Regions from separate parts of the Sus scrofa genome. Here all the other regions are linked to region 1. The links are chromatin contacts, called in public HiChIP or PLAC-seq maps. All regions are on one chromosome and are shown on one strand. The core of a region is the stretch at or near the end of the contact, and the rest is flanking DNA. Distances in the headings are between cores, read along the strand shown.

The links. HiChIP or PLAC-seq counts read pairs in DNA pulled down with a chosen protein or histone mark.
Region 2: an H3K27ac HiChIP or PLAC-seq map of alveolar macrophages shows a contact between it and region 1. The contact joins two enhancer-like sites. A contact is called at or near these places in 1 of 5 promoter capture datasets (liver), 1 of 47 Hi-C or Micro-C datasets (epiblast stem cells) and 1 of 2 datasets of contacts at active chromatin or transcription factors (alveolar macrophages).
Region 3: a contact with region 1 is called in an H3K27ac HiChIP or PLAC-seq map of alveolar macrophages. The contact joins the promoter of MGA here to the enhancer-like site in region 1. A contact is called at or near these places in 1 of 5 promoter capture datasets (liver), 6 of 47 Hi-C or Micro-C datasets (brain, liver, retroperitoneal adipose tissue and 1 more) and 1 of 2 datasets of contacts at active chromatin or transcription factors (alveolar macrophages).

The regions. Positions count from the first base shown.
Region 1 is chr1:129,782,888-129,785,818 of Sscrofa11.1, reverse strand. No RefSeq gene overlaps it. Among named protein-coding and RNA genes, the nearest start is that of TYRO3, 45 kb to the left of the region's middle. Within about 2 kb of position 1,503, at least 28 of the 83 cell types and tissues checked have an H3K27ac peak or open chromatin away from gene starts, as enhancers often do. A contact at or near this core is called in alveolar macrophages, brain, retroperitoneal adipose tissue and 1 more, where this site is marked.
Region 2 is chr1:129,666,576-129,669,506 of Sscrofa11.1, reverse strand. All of the region lies in intron 2 of MGA (MAX gene-associated protein), which reads left to right. Among named protein-coding and RNA genes, the nearest start is that of MGA, 29 kb to the left of the region's middle. Within about 2 kb of position 1,391, at least 1 of the 83 cell types and tissues checked has an H3K27ac peak or open chromatin away from gene starts, as enhancers often do. A contact at or near this core is called in alveolar macrophages, where this site is marked.
Region 3 is chr1:129,696,014-129,698,944 of Sscrofa11.1, reverse strand. It overlaps MGA (MAX gene-associated protein), which reads left to right and starts at 1,511. Exons shown (of 25, transcript XM_021097378.1): 1 at 1,511-1,652. It also overlaps the pseudogene LOC110259510.

The DNA.
Region 1 (2,931 bases), core at 254-2,753:
AAGTAATAGGCAAGAAATAGATTTATTAAGATAGGACGCTTGTGAGAGAAGCAAGTGGGCAGGCGTGGAAGCTCTGCCCCCAGGATCCAGTGGGCTACAGTTTTATCATCCAAGGGGAGTGGGGGTCAGAAAAGACTACCTCTTCCTTTCTGGGAGTAGTAGCTCCTCCTTGGTATCAGGTGAGGTGTGTATTCAAATTAGCAGAAGACCGTCCTCAAACTCCTGCCCTTGGTCTGAAGCTGAATGCAGGCCTCATCCCATCCCCCACCTAACAAAATGAGGCATTTCTCACACCTCCATTAATCAAGCAAGCCTGCCTGTGCTGATGGCTTCCTTGAGCAGTCATTAACTTACAGTGATCAGGAGTTCCCGATGTGGGGCAGCAGAAACGAATCCGACTAGGAACCATGAGGTTGCGGGTTTGATCCCTGGCCTCACTCAGTGAGTTAAAGATCTGGCGTTGCCATGAGTTGTGGTGTAGGTCGCAGATGCGGCTCAGGTCCTGCTTTTCTGTGGCTGTGGTGTAGGCCAGCAGCTGTACACCACAGACTGGGAACCTCCATATGCCACAGATGCAGCCCTGAAAAGCAAAACAAACAAACAAACCCCAAAACCCAAATAACTTACAGTGATCTTCCAATGTCCCCTTATCTATGGTCCTTTATTGGAACTTCTAAAACTACCTGTGCCGACTCCATCCTATCAGAAAGATAGACTTTTAGAATCTGTAGGTTTCATGTTCTGTTAGGAGAGGCAGGATCTTGGTGAGACTGTATGAAATCTTGAAAAGACTTGCAGATAGCTTAAGGTCAGTTGGCATGATCACAAGTTATCCTCAATCTGTGATTTCCTTGTGCGTGTGGATGCATGATATCTAGCTCTGATTAGAAATAGTAATTAGAAGATGACCTCCTTCTGTTATAAGAGATTACTTGCTCCTGTGTGTGGAGCCCCAAGGACTGGCTGCACAATGTTTTGCTGTTCAGGTAATGGCTTCGACTGTCTTTTTTTTTTTTTTTTTTTGGTCTTTTTGTCTTTTCAGGACCACACCTGCGGCATATGGAGGTTCCCAGGCTAGGGGTCTAATTGGACCTGTAGCCTCTGACCTACACCACAGTCACAGCAGCGCCAGATCCTTAACCCGCTGAGCGAGGGCAGGGATCAAACCCGCAATTTCATGGTTCCTAGTCAGATTTGTTTCTGCTGCGCCATGACGGGATCGCCTGGCTTTGACTGTCTAAACTCAAGTCAGCTGTAGTGCAGACATGGCTGATCTTTCCCAGCCTTTACACAGTGTGCTTAGAAAAACTGGGCTTCTCTTCCAGGAAAGGAGTAGATGTTGATATTCAGCACTCCTCTCAGGACTGGCCACAAAGAATGAAGACGCAGGTCAAACTTATCCATCAGTCCTTCTGAACTGACCTTCCCTGGAGGTCTCCCAACTGCCCAGTTTAGTTCTCCTTCCTCCTTCCTCACTGTAAGGAATGTCTTCCCTCCATATCCACCAGGAGGAGTCAGAGAGCACGCCCGCCTCTGTGGAGCTGGAGGCCCTGCTTTGGAGGGGATCGTAAGACTCCTCCCACCTCCTTCCCCCGTCGGCATAAGCAGAGGTTAGCGAGCATCAAGTCTGTTTCCCAGAGCGGGGAGGAGGATAATGAGGGAAGGCAGACAGCATATCCAAATGCACTTCCAAAACGAAAATGATTTCTGTGACACATGGTGCTACTGAGGGAGAGGTGATGACAGCCTCCTCCCATTTCAGGAACAGCTCCCAGAGTTGTCTGTAGGCGGATTCACATGACACATTCTTAAGCCCGGTTCCATTCTGTGTTGTGTTTGCTCCTTGTTCACATTTTAGGAACAATGGATCTCTACATCTTTCTGAGTCTGATTCTCAATTGGTTGTCTAGCGGTATATCCAGGCTGCTTCACTTGCCAAGCATGTGTGCCAGTATTTATCCTTTTCGAGTCATGAAACCTCAGCAATCCAGCTTTACCGGTGCATGTGAGCTAGAATACTGAATTGTGTGAATGTTGCTACTTCAAGAGAATTGTAATTAGGAAGTTGGGTGTTCCTCACAATATTTTGAGGTGAAAATATACTAATGCATATTGCTGGAGGAAGTAATACTAGTGATGCAGATTTGCCTGATAACTATTCTAAATCCAATTTGCCTTTTTGTGAGATAAAATTTGGGCCGTGGCATTTTTTGATTGATGTGTCTATATGAGGAGGTTTTTGGCTTTTTAGTACTGCTGCTTTTCTGTTCTCACTCTGCTAAGAATCTTTGCCAACATTACCACTGACATTTGAGGAAGAGAATAGAGACAGTTTGGCTTCTTGTAAATTCTTCTGTTCCCTTGGTGATGTAAATAATTATGGAAGCATATAAAAAGTTTTTAGCAAATTCGAATCTGCTTTTGGAAAAGCAGGTTTGTTACCTGTGGTAAGGGCTACAGAAACAACCTCAGCAAGATATTCTGTTTCTCTTGAACGCACTGTAAGTTAGAAAATCTTCCTTGGAATGTAGGGCCTACTGAGATGCCCATTCCACACCGATATAAAACATACGTTTTATAGGGTTCAGTAAAGTTATGCAGGTGTGTGGTCAGTCAGAATAAATCTCTGCCATCTTCAGCTTTACTAGGAGAATCCTGCCCATTGGGCAGACCCAGAGCTGAGGAACTTGAAAGGAGGGGCTGAACCACCTAAAACTGAGTGATTCTTAATTGTGGAATCCTCCATCTGAGAGTTTTTTATGTGGGGGAAGAGGGCACTTCTCCCCTGGAAGAGGTCTCACTTGAATTGCACCCTCAGTACCATACATTTCACTTTGACTAGTCTAAACGTTCTTAATGTTCTTCAAGTTCCCCATCCCCCTTTCTCCTTCCTTCCTCACCACTTCCTCTTTCAGTCTTGGCAAATCCCCT
Region 2 (2,931 bases), core at 142-2,641, 120 kb after region 1:
TGTTTTTTTTGTTGTTGGCTATATGAGTTGTTTGTATATTTTGGAGGTTAAGCCCTTGTTGGTTGCATAATTTGCAGAGATTTTCTCACATTCTATGGGTTGTCTTTCTGTTTTTTTTTATGGTTTGCTTTGCTATGCAAAAGCTTTTGAGTTTAATTAGCTCCCATTGGTTTATTTTTGTTTTTGTAGTTGTTATTCTAAGAGGTGGATCAAACAAGATGTTGCTCCAGTTATCATTCTGCCTATAGTTTCCTCTAGGAGTTTTATAGTATCTGGCCTTACATGTAGGTCCTTAATCCGTTTTGAGTTTATTTTTGTGTATTCATTTTGTGCATTTTGTGGGTTTGTTTGTTTGTTTTTTTTTTTGGTCTGCAGGTTCAGCATATGGAAGTTCTGGGCCAGGGATCAAATCCGAGCTATGGCTTCAACCTGTACCACAACTGTCATACACATCTTCTTTATTCATTCACCTGTTGATGGACACTTAGGTTGTTTTCATATCTTGGTTATTGTGAATAATGCTTCCATGAACATAGGGGTGCATGTGTCTTTTTGAATTAGTGTTTTTGTTTTCTTTGGAAAAAAGCCAAGAAGTGGAATTGCTTGGTGATTACTGTGGGTTCTGTCTTTAATTTTGTGAGGAACCTCTCTACTGTTTTCCTTAGTGGCTCCACCAATTTACCTATCCACCATCAGTGCCTTAGGGTACCTTTTTCTCCATATTCTTACAGTTGTTGTTATCTGTTGTCTTTTTTGGCAGTAGCCATTTTGACAGGTGTGAGTTGATTGCTCATTGTGGTTTTGATTTGCATTTCCCTGAGGATGAGTGATGTTGAGCATCTTTTCATGTTCCTGTTACCCATTTTGTATGTCTTTGGAAAAATGTCTGTTTAGGTCCTCTGCCCATTTCATAATCAGATTGCTTTTTTTGTTTGTTTTTGCTTTTTTTTTGTCTTTTTGCCATTTCTTGGGCCACTCCCACGGCATATGGAGGTTCCCAGGCTAGGGGTCCAATCGGAGCTGTAGCCTACGCCAGAGCCACAGCAACGCAGGATCCGAGCCGCGTCTGTGACCTACACCACAGCTCACGGCAACGCCGGATCATCAACCCACTGAGCAAGGGCGGGGATCGAACCCGCAACCTCATGGTTCCTAGTTGGATTTGTTAACCACTGCGCCAGAACGGGAACTCCTGCTTTTTTTTCTTGTGTTGTGTTAAATGAAATTGTATATATTGTGGATATTAACCATTGATTAGATAATTGATTACAAATGTCTTCTCTCATTTAGTAGGTGGCCTTTTCATTTTTTGATGGTTTTCTTTGCTCTGCAAAAGCTTTTTTTTTGTGGTTGCTCACTTGTCATGGGGAAGTTCCCAGTCTAAGATTTGGACCTGTTCCATATAAGTGACTTGAGCCACAGCAGTGACAACTGTTGATCACTGCTAGATCCTTTAACTGCTAGGCCACTAGGAAACTGAAAGCTTTTTCTTTAAATTGAAGTATAGTTGATTTTCAATGTCATGTTAGTTTCAAGGGTACATTACAGTGATTGATGTATTGATATATATGTGTGCATATGATCTCTATATATTTATATCTATATACATATGTGTATATTATATATATTTATTTTTGTTTTTTATTCGATTATTCTAGGAGTCAGATCCAAAAAGATACTGCTATGATTTATGACACCGTGTTCTGCCTTTGTTTTCCTCTAGAAATTTTATGGTATCTGGCCTTACATTTAGATCTTCAGTCCATTTTGAGCTTATTTTTATTTTTATTTATTTAATTAATTTTTTTTTTTTTTGGTCTTTTGTCTTTTTAGGGCTGCACCTGAAGCATATGGAGGTTCCCAGGCTAGGGGTGTAATTAGAGCTATAGCTGCTGGCCTTCGCCATAGCTGCAGCAATGCCAGATCTGTGCCAGATCTGAGCCGCATCTGTGACCTACACCACAGCAATGCCGGATCTCTAACCCACTGAGCCAGGCCAGGGATCAAACCTGTAATGGCATTGTTCCTAGTCGGATTCCTTTCTGCTGTGCCGTGATGGGAACTCCCATGTTGAGCTTGTTTTTACATATGGTGTTAGAGAACGTTGTGGTTTCATTCTTTCACATGTAGTTGTCCAGTTTTCCCAGCACCGCTTATTAAAGAGACTGTTTTTTCTCCATTGCATATTCTTGCCTCCTTTGTCATAGATAAATTGACCATAAGTGTGTGGGTGTAAAATCTTTTTTTTCAGTTTGATGTAGTCCCATTTGTCTGTTTTTGCTTTTGTTTTCCTTGGCTGAGGAGAGCCATCCAAAAAATATTGCTAAAACTGTTGTCAGAGTGTTTACTGCCTTTGTTTTTTCTTCTAGGAGTTTCACGATTTCAGGTCTTAACTTTAAGTCTTTAATCCATTTTGAATTTATGTTTGCATTTGTGTGAGAAAGTGGTCCAGTTTGATTATTTTGCATGTGTGGTTTTTCTAACACAATTTATTGAAGAGGCTTTTGTTTCCCCATTGTATATTCTTGCCTCCTGTTTTGTAGATTAAAATATGCATATAAGTGTGGATTCATTTCTAGATTCTCTATTCCGTTCTGTTGATCTATGTGACAGTTTTGTGCAAGTACAATATTGTTTTGATGACTGTAGCTTCATAGTATATTTTTAAATCAGGAGTATAATACATCCAGCTTTTGTCTTCTTACTCAAGATGGTTTTGGCTCTTTGGAGTCTTTTGGGTTTCTATACAAAAGTTTAGGGTATTCTAGTTCTGTTGAAAATGCTATTGGTATTTGAAAGGAATTGAGTTACTGAGTTGAGTCTATAGATTACCTTGGATGGTACAATCATTTTAACAATATTAATTCTTCTTCTTCTTCTTCTTCTTCTTTTTTTTTTTTTTTGCTTTTTAGAATTGCACCTGCGGCATAT
Region 3 (2,931 bases), core at 262-2,761, 87 kb after region 1:
GATGCTTTAATGGTAAGTCAGACTTTATTTCTGCTTCAGAAAATGGAAATTTTGTATGAGGAAACCTTAGACCTTTGAGAGAATAGCATTCTTGAATAAGTGGGAGATTCTGATAAGGCAGCTTCCAGGAAAGAGGTTCTTGGGGTCAGGGAAGAGGAGGAAGGTGTCAAAGAAACTGTTACTTTTCAGTTTTGCCTGGAACTTAGGTATTATTCATTTGTTGCACCAATGTTGTGGTTGACAGTGCCTGAATGGGGGTTTCAGAGCAACTTCAGAAGTCCGTCAACTTTAGCCTACATGTTTTCCATTCCATGCTAACTCCAGCACATTTTCACCTGGTGATGTGGCATATCCTCTCAGGAAGAAAAAGAAGACCATTCCTAATACGCCTGGAGTCCAGCTCAGATCATTCTGGGATAAGCCTCTTCTTATTGGCTCCTTTCTTGTAACCCCCTCATTCTCCTTCGCAGTATTTTGCATTAAGTCCACCTAGCAGGTTCTCAGTACTTGGCAGTTCTTCTAAGAGAGTGAAAGGAAATAGTTTGGAGACTTGGACCACAGTTTCTGCTCTTTTACTACCTACTTCTATTTTGCCTCTTTTCTCTCACTTTAAACAACTCTCCCTTTTTACTAGAGTGTTAGCACAGAAGAAAGAATGGCTGGTAAGGGGTGGGAAAGAAGAAGGATAATCTTTGATATTTCCTTGGGAGAAATACTGTTAACTTAGCAACTGTCTGACACTCAATATATACTTGTTAGATTTTTGTTTGCAACCCATAGCTTAAATATCTTGAACAAACAAAAATTGAAAACGCAGGATCAGGGCATTAAAGCTCAGATAATACTCTATCGTGCAAAATTCTCATATCCACGTTTTAACCTTCTATCAAGACATCTTTCGTCTTTTTATCAGGCAAGCTAGTAGCAACTCTTCTTCCCTTCCTACTGGGCATTGAGGTTTTCAGACTCCTCCCTACTTTACTAGTGTTCTTTGGTTGTAGATGTTGCAAACTCTATCTCAGGGTCTTTTCTTCAACGATTCCCGAAGTCCTGGTGCTCTCTAAGCCCACAGCACTTTTGAGGAGGAGGAAGATCTCAGATTCATTTGACGGGCTCCTAAAGCCTTGGGGGCTGCGGAACCTCACTTGGGTGGGGCTGGGGCTGGGCGCGGCAGGGCGGGGCCGGCGAAAAGCCCAATTGAAAAGGTGGAAGGTTCAGTTGAGAAAGCCCCGCGGGCAAAGGTTTCACAGTTTTCACGAAGGCTTCGTGCGCGACGCTGAGGGAATTGGGGTGCCTCCCTCCTGCCTCGCCACTCTTGATTCTGGAAGCTTCAGTAGGCTTTTCTTGGTTGTTGACTCCCGGAAAGGCAGCGGCTTCAGCTCCAGGGGCGGGTCCCAAGGGTCTTGTCGCAGCTCCGGGGCCGTTTGGCCTCCTGGTGTTGGGGGAGGGGCGAGGGTGGTGCTGCTCGCGCCTCCTTTTGCGCTTGCGCGGCGGGCTCCGAGCGGGTAGGAGCGCGTGCGCGATGACGTGGACGTCCGGTGCGCGCGCAGACTCTTCAGCTGGAGCGGACACACGGTGTGCGAACCGAACAGAATAACCCGCCCCCAGCGGGATGTGAAGGACTCCGGGTGAGGCCGGCCACGCCCCGCACGGTAACTCTCGGGCCTGGGTGGAGGGCGTCTCCTTAGTACTGGCCCAATTGGAGTTTTCCAAGAGTTTGAAGCTCTTGAGTGTTTTTACGGCGTGAGAAGCGGTCAGCTGAGCGATCTTCGCACGCCGCGGCCAGGCCCGGCCTTGCGCGGGGCTGCCTTTGGCGCGCGCCTATGGTCCTCTGAGCGAGGCTGCGCATGTCACCTCGCGCGCGTCCCCGGCCTCACTTCCGCGTAGCGCAGCGAACTAGCTGGGAACATCGACGCCAGCAAGAGCGGCCACGAGGCGGGCGGGGTGAGAAGCGCCCATGGCGCGGCCCTGCCCTCGCGTGCGTGGGGTGCTGCACCGCATGGTACGATCCGCGTGACGCCTTCCAGCCCCGCGCCGGGCTGTAGTTCGAGAGCTGTGCTTCTGTGCTTTACCTTTGAGAGCTCAGGTCTTGGGGTTCCTAAACTCCGAGGGAATCGGTGCTGACCTCGCTTTTCTAAGGAGCTGTGTGCTTCGTTTTGACACCTGTACAAAACCCCTCATTTAGTATGTAATTTTGGGGCAAGTTGTTTGAGGCGAGATCGCGAGTTTAATAAAGAAGGAGGGCAAGGAAGTGAGCTGTAAAGGAGAGGGAACTTGGTAAACAAAGGGCTGGTGGTTCTTAAGTGCAGAAATGAGGGCGGGGAAAACAGGTGGGGAGAGCAGGTGTTATTTTCTTTAAACCTCTGTGGGGCAGCCTTTGGCTGGTTCTGTGTGGCTTCCTGCTTCTGTTAAATTATCAAGTAGGAGTCCTCTTTCAGTGGTAGATGGGTCTGGGACATAAATCTCTTGGAAGCATCAGTAACCAAAGTTGAGGAATCTGTGTCCGAAGAGTGTGGAGAAGTTAGGGATTAGTTCAAACTGGGTTGATAATGGGAAGTGATAGTGTCTTGCTCTGAAGGTTTTTACTTTATCTTCGGAACTCTGGAGATGCCTCCTTTTGGCGAGGGTATTAGCGGGGAGCGTGCTGGAGGTCTGAAAAGGGCGGGGGGAGCGGTTACTGATGGCAGCGTAAATAACCAAAAGTACTCTCCTTCTGAGGGAAGACCACTCTCCCAGGGTTCGCGTCGCCAAGGCAGACACGTGGATCAAAAGAACTCTCGAGCCCACCCGTGCGCTGCCTGTGTATGTTGTAAAGTTCCTCGGGCTTTTGCAGCAGAGTCGCTGACAAACACTGCCTGCTCTGCTTCTTTGGGCACGACGCCGCGGCTAGGCTGCAGAGAAACTGCCTGAAGGTGGCGTGGCGGCTCCTGG